Linked DNA regions of Mus musculus: regions 1 and 2 are each linked to region 3. Evidence: chromatin contacts called from public HiChIP or PLAC-seq data. All regions are on one chromosome and are shown on one strand. Each heading gives the region's core, a stretch centred on a gene start, on an enhancer-like site or on the middle of the called end of the contact. The rest is flanking DNA. Distances are from core to core; before and after follow the strand shown. Region 1 has its middle 59 kb from the start of Qpct. Region 2 has its middle 84 kb from the start of Gm17315. Region 3 has its middle 34 kb from the start of Gm10494.

Evidence for each region. HiChIP or PLAC-seq counts read pairs in DNA pulled down with a chosen protein or histone mark.
Region 1: a contact with region 3 is called in an H3K27ac HiChIP or PLAC-seq map of heart atrium, with 13 times the contacts expected there. The contact joins two enhancer-like sites. A contact is called at or near these places in 1 of 15 datasets of contacts at CTCF or cohesin (the NIH/3T3 cell line), 2 of 484 Hi-C or Micro-C datasets (bone marrow-derived macrophages and embryonic fibroblasts) and 6 of 115 datasets of contacts at active chromatin or transcription factors (the NIH/3T3 cell line, VIP interneurons, embryonic fibroblasts and 3 more).
Region 2: an H3K27ac HiChIP or PLAC-seq map of heart atrium shows a contact between it and region 3, with 5 times the contacts expected there. The contact joins two enhancer-like sites. A contact is called at or near these places in 2 of 484 Hi-C or Micro-C datasets (bone marrow-derived macrophages and nephron progenitors) and 2 of 115 datasets of contacts at active chromatin or transcription factors (heart atrium and stem cell-derived neural progenitor cells).

What each region holds. Positions count from the first base shown.
Region 1 is chr17:79,109,786-79,112,485 of GRCm38.p6, reverse strand. No RefSeq gene overlaps it. Among named protein-coding and RNA genes, the nearest start is that of Qpct, 59 kb to the right of the region's middle. Within about 2 kb of position 1,450, at least 5 of the 459 cell types and tissues checked have an H3K27ac peak or open chromatin away from gene starts, as enhancers often do. A contact at or near this core is called in heart atrium, where this site is marked.
Region 2 is chr17:79,268,917-79,271,616 of GRCm38.p6, reverse strand. No RefSeq gene overlaps it. Among named protein-coding and RNA genes, the nearest start is that of Gm17315, 84 kb to the left of the region's middle. Within about 2 kb of position 1,431, at least 4 of the 459 cell types and tissues checked have an H3K27ac peak or open chromatin away from gene starts, as enhancers often do. A contact at or near this core is called in heart atrium, where this site is marked.
Region 3 is chr17:79,543,008-79,545,707 of GRCm38.p6, reverse strand. No RefSeq gene overlaps it. Among named protein-coding and RNA genes, the nearest start is that of Gm10494, 34 kb to the right of the region's middle. Within about 2 kb of position 1,302, at least 74 of the 459 cell types and tissues checked have an H3K27ac peak or open chromatin away from gene starts, as enhancers often do. A contact at or near this core is called in heart atrium, where this site is marked.

The sequences.
Region 1 (2,700 bases), core at 201-2,700, 430 kb after region 3:
ACAAAGGTCAAAATTTCGAAACACATTTTCTGGTCTCTGTAAGGCCAGTCCCAGGGTTTGAAGACCTTTGTTGCTGTCATAAGACAAGTGACTTGAACACTCAGCTCACATGGGTCAACCTATTCTCTTTAGCCAAGGCTTCTAATTTGTCCAGTCAGTCCCAGTGCAAATGAAATGGGTGTCTACAGTTGGTATGCCCACGTGAATATCCCAGGAAGATCTTATAAACACAATTCTTAGAAACCCATGTCCAGGTGGTTAATAAAGAGCTTTGGTATTGTAGATTTATTTTTTTTTAACAAAGATGGGGAAATTGTTAAAGTCATACACTTCAAAGATAAGTGTGCTTGCGCCTGGAGATAGGGCTCAGCAGTTAAGATCATTGTATGGGCTTCCAGAGGTCCTGAGTTCAATTCCCAGCAACCACACAGGGGCTCACAGCTATCTATAATATGATCTGATGCTCTCTTCTGGTATGCAGGTGTACATACAGATAGAAAAATATATTTTTTCTTTTTTTAAAAGGTAAATGTCCGGATCTGAATTCTGCTTCAGCATAGCATGCGCTCATCAAATTTCTCATCGTTGTGACAAAACACCATAAAGAAACATCTTAAGGGAGAAAAAACATGTTGAACTCCAGTTGCCAGAGGTGTTGGTTCTCCGTGGCACAGCGAAGGCGTGGTAAAAGCTGAGTAGACACACCTTGGCAGTCCAGGAAAGCCAGCAGTAGCTTGGCTTGCTATTTCTTTCCTCTTCTTATTCCATCTGGGCCTTCAGACCGTGGGACAATGTCACCCACACTCAGGTTCATCATTCCCTCTCCACTAAGCCATCCTGAAAATGTCCTTACAGATACATTAAGACGTGTGCCTCGGTCTCCCCGGTGACTCTCAATCTAAACACATCAACAACAGCGATTAACCATCTCAATACTTGTACCATGTTAACAAGTTAACCTCTCCAAGACTCAGTTTCCTTATTTAGAAAGGAGGCTGTCTAAAATAGATATCTCTATAAGGTTATCAATTTTTAATTATAGGATGCTTCAAGAATACACTCATTAGGCAAAAGCGAATGTCTTTCCCCTCTCCTTGTGCGTGTGTGCGTGTGTGCGTGTGTGAGTGTGTGTGTGTGTGTGTGTGTGTGTGTGTGTGTATGATGCATGTGTACACATTCCTAGAGAGCCTTGCAGGCTGTGCTGACTGACTGTATTTCTCTCAGTAGCAGGTCAGCACCACATAGGCTGCTGGGTTGGATACAATCAGCAACACATAGAAAAGAAAAATAGCCAAGCCCTCGGGCACTCGGGGTTGTGACCCTTGGGAGAGACTTCAAATTTTATATTTGAACTCTATTGACTTACTAACAATGCATTCTCCCACAGCCCTTCAAAGATGATCCTGAAAATAAATGGATAAAGAGCTGCAAGAAGAAACATGAGGCAAAGTCGACACCTACTGGCAGCCTGAGGTTCATGCAGAAAGCAGTCATCCCGGAGTTCAGTTGCCCTAAACCCAGATGAACCCTGAATGCGAATTGTCACCCTTTTATGTGTGAAGTCTACTGTCAAGGAAACAGAGATCTGGACAAAGGTTTATATGCAAAACTTCATCAGGTATTGTTTATTTATGAAAGTAAAATATTAGAAATACTGAGGGAGATTAAAATAAATACACTCTGATTTATTCCTGCAATGGACTACCATGGAGCCATTAAAAACTGTTTTCAAATCATTTATTAACATACAATGTTCTTTAAAATAATTCAAGAAAGGATATTATATGTGCAAAGTATGGATAGGATAATGATTGACAGTAAAATTTATATGAATAGGAAAAGATTATATATATATTCTATGTATACACACATATACACATATATATACATATACATATGTATATATTCATATATATTCATTCATAGGAAGAAATCTAAGAAGGCCAAGAGCTCAGAGTCCGAGTGCTTGTCTGGCATGTACAAGGCCTGAGTCCAATGCATATCTCTGCAAAAGGAAAAGAAAAGAGGGAATGGAGGGAGAGAAATATTACTGTTTTCTTATTTCTATACCTCTATACTTTTCAAACTTACTGTAATAACTGCATTGCTTTAGAAAATATTAAAGAGCAATAAATAAGAACTTTTCAGCCGGGCGTGGTGGCGCATGCCTTTAATCCCAGCACTCGGGAGGCAGAGGCAGGCAGATTTCTGAGTTCGAGGCCAGCCTGGTCTACAAAGTGAGTTCCAGGACAGCCAGGGGTATACAGAGAAACCCTGTCTCGAAAAACCAAAAAAACAAAAAAACAAAAACAAAAAAACAAAAAAACAAAAAAAAACCAACAAAACAAAACTTTGTGAAGCAATCATTTCAATGACTTTAAAAAAAAAAAAGAATAGTAGCTATAAAAAACGAAGGAGCGGTGGTGTTAAAGATCCGAGGTGGACTACTGGAGCTCCGCCTCGGGAGCTGCCTCAGAGGGGCCAAACAAAAGCGGAGTCTGGTCCTCATGGCCGTGCTAACTGCATCTTGACTTCCTAATTTAGCAGACAAAGTTAGAAAGTAAGGGCAGCAGGAGCAGACACGCAAGGCAGCATCAGTATTGCTCCTAGGAAGCCCGCCCAGAGGATGTTCTCAGATGCTAGTGGCAGCCTATTGGTATCACCTGTGTGGAGGGTTTTCTTCTGTCCTTGGCTGTGCGT
Region 2 (2,700 bases), core at 182-2,681, 270 kb after region 3:
CACAAAGAGAGAGAGTGAGAGAGAGAGAGAGAGAGAGAGAGAGAGAATTACATGGGTTTCATTTTGTATTGGTCAACTGCTTTGGGGCACAGGGCATGAGGCATGTCCTGGGGTGGAGTTGATATCATAGACCCAGTGATGCTTAATTGAAGAAAACTGATGTTCCCCTTGGCCAGCCAGCAGGTCTCAATCGCAAATTGCTTCTTGGTTGGGGTGGGACACCGTGTTCACTTCCCCTTCTCAGTGCCTGGCCCCTGAATATTTTCAAGCATAAGCGCTCTTATGGTTTTTACCAGAGCCTCTGTGGACTTATACATGCACCAGTTCTGTTGTGTCTGGAAGACACTGTTTTCTTGAAGTCATTTTATTGCCATATTCCTTTAACATAAGAGTAATAGTAGGTTTTCCTCTAGGCCTATAACATATCTAGTATCAGGTTCTTGGCCATTTCAGAAGTGCCAGGACTGGGTTCTATCTCATGGAATGTACCTTACTTAATTCCATATTTAAAAAAGAAAGTGGTTGATTATTCTCATAACTTTTGTGTCACTGTCGTACCATTTTGCAGGTAGGTCACTGCTGCAAGGGTTTTTATGTTGATGATTAAGTTTCTTCTCCAGTGGAATGAAGAGTATCTTCCAGAACCATGAACATGTGTTGTATTCAGCAATAGAGATTTACCATTGAGTTGTGGAGGGCAGCCAATCGCCTTGACAATATAGTATGTGATGTTTGGGGAGTCCATAGTTACCCATGGATAAACAAGATGTAACTTGAAGTCTTAGCAGTAACACAAACACATTTTTGACTTCATGCCTTTATTGATAATGTGCTTCTTAGCTCAAAACATCCTTTTCTTTGGTAAATTATATGCACCATTCTAGGAACCTAAACTTCTGTCCTTAATATTTCCTCAGATTCAATTGGCTTATATTACCTTCTACATTCACTTACTATGGCTCTCATCTTACTATATTAGAAAGATGAGATTAGGCATCTCTGCACTGGCACAGAACTACCTTTGTGAAGAAGAAACACATCGTATACAGTACCATGTGAAGTGCCTCAGCTGCCATTTGCACAGAACCGGTGCTGGATACCCTTGCTGACTGATGTTGTATCAGTCCTGCCTGGGGTTATGAGAAATGTGGGTCCTTCCCACACATAGACTTTTGAGACGTTTCCAACTAGCGATAAGCCACCATTAATGATCTGTTCAGCCAAGTTGATAGTGTGTAGAAAAATAAAATGACTGTGTGACTGAACTGTTATTGACCGTTGAAAGTTTGTGATGGGTGGCCCCAGCTTCACCTTGGCTCTCCCTCAATCTCAAGTCTTCTCAAACATTCTTCTGTTTGCTCATGTGTGTTGGATCTGCTCTGAGGCAGACATGTTGCTATGGCCACCACAGCCAGCATTGACACATTCTCTCTCATGCTGGCCACAGTCCCCTGGTAACTATCAGCTTTTCAGATATAAGTGACAAGAATGGAAAGCAAAAAGCTGTGGGAAAATATGAAATTAGAGTTAGATCCAGCTTTGGATCTAATTGTTCTCTCATCATGTAAAGATGACCTCATGTTTTCTGACTGTCATGTGGTGTCTCTCGAATGACCCTGAGACAGAAAGGACTTAACCAGGACAGATCTGACTCTTCTGACAGACCCATGAGTCTGGCTAATGGTGCCTCTGGCCAACTTAAGATCAACTAAGAATCCAATTCACAGTACACATGAAGGCTACAGAGAAGGGTCAATCATTGCAACAACTGTGATGTAATTGAAGCCACTTCATTTGCAGAAATTTGTAGAAAATAGATTATCCCAGATCCATGTTCTGAAGCTAAGAGCAAAACAACTTCAATAACAGAAAATGTCAGCCCCTCATCTCTGCCTTGTGATTTAAGACTTTTCAGGTTTTGTGTTGAAATAACAACTAACTCCAACCCCCATCTTCTCTACCCTCCCCTCTGACAGGTCGCCCTTCTGATTTTTTTTTTTTGTCCTAATTTGAAACATTTCAAGTGCATATCCTTGCTTCCATGGATAGTTGTTTGTTTACATGGGATTACTGTGTTTGCTGTCAAATATTTGATCTCTTCTTCCTAAATTCCTCTAGGATTTCCAGCCAGCTAATGTGGCTTTCATGCTTCCAACAGAAATAACAAACAAAAACAAGAGAAAAATGCAAGCATCTTGCTGAAATGTAGAACATCTGGGGTTATCACCAAAAGAGGCCTGAGTCATGGCTCCAGAGCAAGGAGATCCTGAGGAACTGTCTAAGGAAACAAATCCCATTAAATGTGTTTATTTGGTTTTCTGAAATGTCCCTTTCTCTGGCTTTATTTACATTTCATTAATATGAAGTTCTTCAACCTGAGACACGTTTGGTTCTACTGATTTCACTTTCACAAGCAGCCAGAGAGTGAGCCTAATCCTAAACAAACTCTTGGGTGATAGGAAACCTCTGTAGTTACAGAAGCAAGAGGATGCTAAGTAGTCCAGAGTCCACTTCCTCTACAGAAGTGGTGTTTTGACATTCCCTTAGGAAATGGATCGTCTTTGTTTTCCAGAAAGCTGAGATGATGTAGGACTACCCTCAGGGTCAAGGGTTAATGGACAAGTTGTCAATTCTTCAACTAGGTCTTGGTCACTTTCGGTTTGAGTGAACTAAGATCTAATTGAGCACGGTTTGTTTTAA
Region 3 (2,700 bases), core at 53-2,552:
TAATTAACTTCTTTCAACTAACTAACTAAATAAATAAATTTCCTGGTCATTTGGTCAGTTCCAGGACCAGTGGAAGAAAACTTGGCATAGTGCTTATGGTGGAGTGAATTGGGTGCAGGGGTATTCGCTGGGATCCCCAGGGGAATACTATCCCCTGTGATGAGAGCTCCAGTATCAGGGCTCTGAGAGCCATGAGACAGGCACCCGGATGTAAGTAGCCTGGGATGGGGAAGCTGGGCACGCAGAATGAGTAGCAGTTGTTCAGGTAAACTTGACGCTGCTAGAAGACAAAGGGGATATTGAGAGGGTGTCCATCACAAAGTGAACAGCAGACTCAGGGTAACTTCTTGCAGGCAGGAGGAAGTCTGCTGGATCCCAATACAGGAAGAGGTTGGATAAGCCTCGCACACTGAATGTGAGGGAGCAGGCGTGGAGATTGATGTATAAAAGAGACTGAGGCAGGGTGCATTTGAGAACCTGGGAGACGATTTCAGGATTAAGTGATTGGATTTGCATGTGAAAACCTGTTCCTTTTGGCTTCAGGATGAAGACTGGGTTGGATGAGCATGGAAAGGGAGGTTGGTAGACTGGATAGCAGTGACTTGTAGCAATGCAGCTAGAGAACAAGGTGAGAGGAGGTAGGCTGTGAGCACTGGCCCATGACACTTATCCTGACTCTGTCCTGTGTATGTTCAGGTGGCCTCCTAGGTGTTCCGATGCCAGACCATTGCTCACCCTGTCAGAGCTCTGGTCAAATGGTCTCTGATCACCTTATAGGCCCACACATGACTGAGATCTTAAAACAGGGGTGGAGAAGAGAGAAAGGAAGACATAGTGGCCAAGAGAAGCAGACCTGTTGTCTCAAAGGCTGCTTTCTTCTTCTGTTCTCTGGAGGCTGCTAGAAGTTGGCAGATATATTATGGGTCAAGACCTACTGAGGCTGTTCCCCTTTTGTTTTTAATTTCTAGAATGTCTTAATACATGTCATTTTATCTCAGGAAATGTGTCTGCAATTTTGCAGATACACCATGCCCAGGGTGGCTCTGGCTATGTGAGAGGCTACCCGCTCACCCTGAAGTCCGGGTCACTGCCGGATCCCCTGCTAAACCCAGGCACTCCCTTGCTATGGCACAGTGACTAAGTCATGGAACTTGGTGGTGTTTTATCCAGCAGACCTGTTTTCTTGATCTGGACTCTGAAAGAGGAAGCCTTGTTGCTTCTCCTGGATACAAACCTACAGCTTCCTCCTCTGTGTGTCTGACTTCAGATAGGCTGCCTGCCACCCCACCCTGACATCTGGCTGAGCAGTAGGAATGGTGTGTGTTGGACAGAGCAATTCAGAGCTGAAAGGCCTTGGCAGAGAGGTGGGAGGCAGCTTTTCTGGCCCGAATTCCACCTACCGGCTTTGAGCCAACATTTCTTTTCCTTCCTTTTGCAAACAGCCTGTTCCCCCACAAGACCTGGACAGGGGAGAACTAATTTACATAATGGAGACTCAGGTAACAGAGATGGGACATGAGCCTTGGGCCACAAACGATGTGTTGAGTTCAGGAGCCCCACTACTTTGTGTGAGGTTTTGATAGGAGACTCGGCAGCATCTTCATCGGCTCCTGACCGTGAGCAGCCAACTCGGGAACTTCAACAATAAGCATTACTCCTGCCAAGAAAAGCTGGCTGACATCCTGGAAGGCAACACCCAGCTGCTCCCATCTTTGGCAAGAGACACAGGGCAGGCAGGAGCTCTGAAACACACAAAGACCCAACAGGCTGATGAGTACCCAGGGTTCATTAAATTTCTAGGCAGAGTTAACTTATCCTGTGTTCACATCTTGCAGGTTGAATTAAGTAGGGAGATATAGTCTCTGTGATATAGGCCTGAACAATGTACACTGGAAGAAGGCCGAGAAAGGGAACATTAATGACATAGGCTTGAATGCTACAGGTCGCATAGAGTCATTGAGTTTGTGCATGGGAAAAAAAATGAAGTCTATAGCAAAACAGAACCAGGTTGCTTCTTTTGAGTAAATGGTTAGTAGGTTCCAGTGCCAATATTCACATCTTGTTTACTATCTGACCACTTGGTCAAGGAGTAGACATGTATAGGGTACTGCTTCGTGTCCTGTTAAGGACAGATGTTGGTGATCTCCCCTTTAGGAGATCACTTATGGATAGCTTACAAACTTACTTATGGATGCTTACAATGCTTTGCTTCTGTGCACAGCCCCCACGTGACTAATCTTGAGAGCGAGGCTAACCTTACTACATTGTTGAGTTAGCCCATGCACAAGAAACAAGGGCTTTTGTATAAACTAAATTACACCATTGGGCTTTTAAAAATATATCATAAATCAACAGAAAGATTCTTCTGAAACATTTTCTGTAGGCAGCTGAGGAAGCGAGCCACAGTTCACTTGTCGCTCTCTCTACCACCATGTTCCCTGACACAGAATATCTAGGTTTGAGGTCTGGCTCATCTTGCTTCCAGTTCTGGGATGTTATTCCCGTTGCATGCCTTGACTTCACTAATGGTACAAGGGCATAAGAATGACACAACCTCAAAAGCGTAAAAATTAAGTTGGATACAATAAAGGTAAAGTATCAAGTATCTAATGACATTGTATCACACTAACACTAAGGTACCATCCTAATAGGATGATACTATGAGGGATCTGGCTTAAGCATCATGCAAAGCTATAGAAC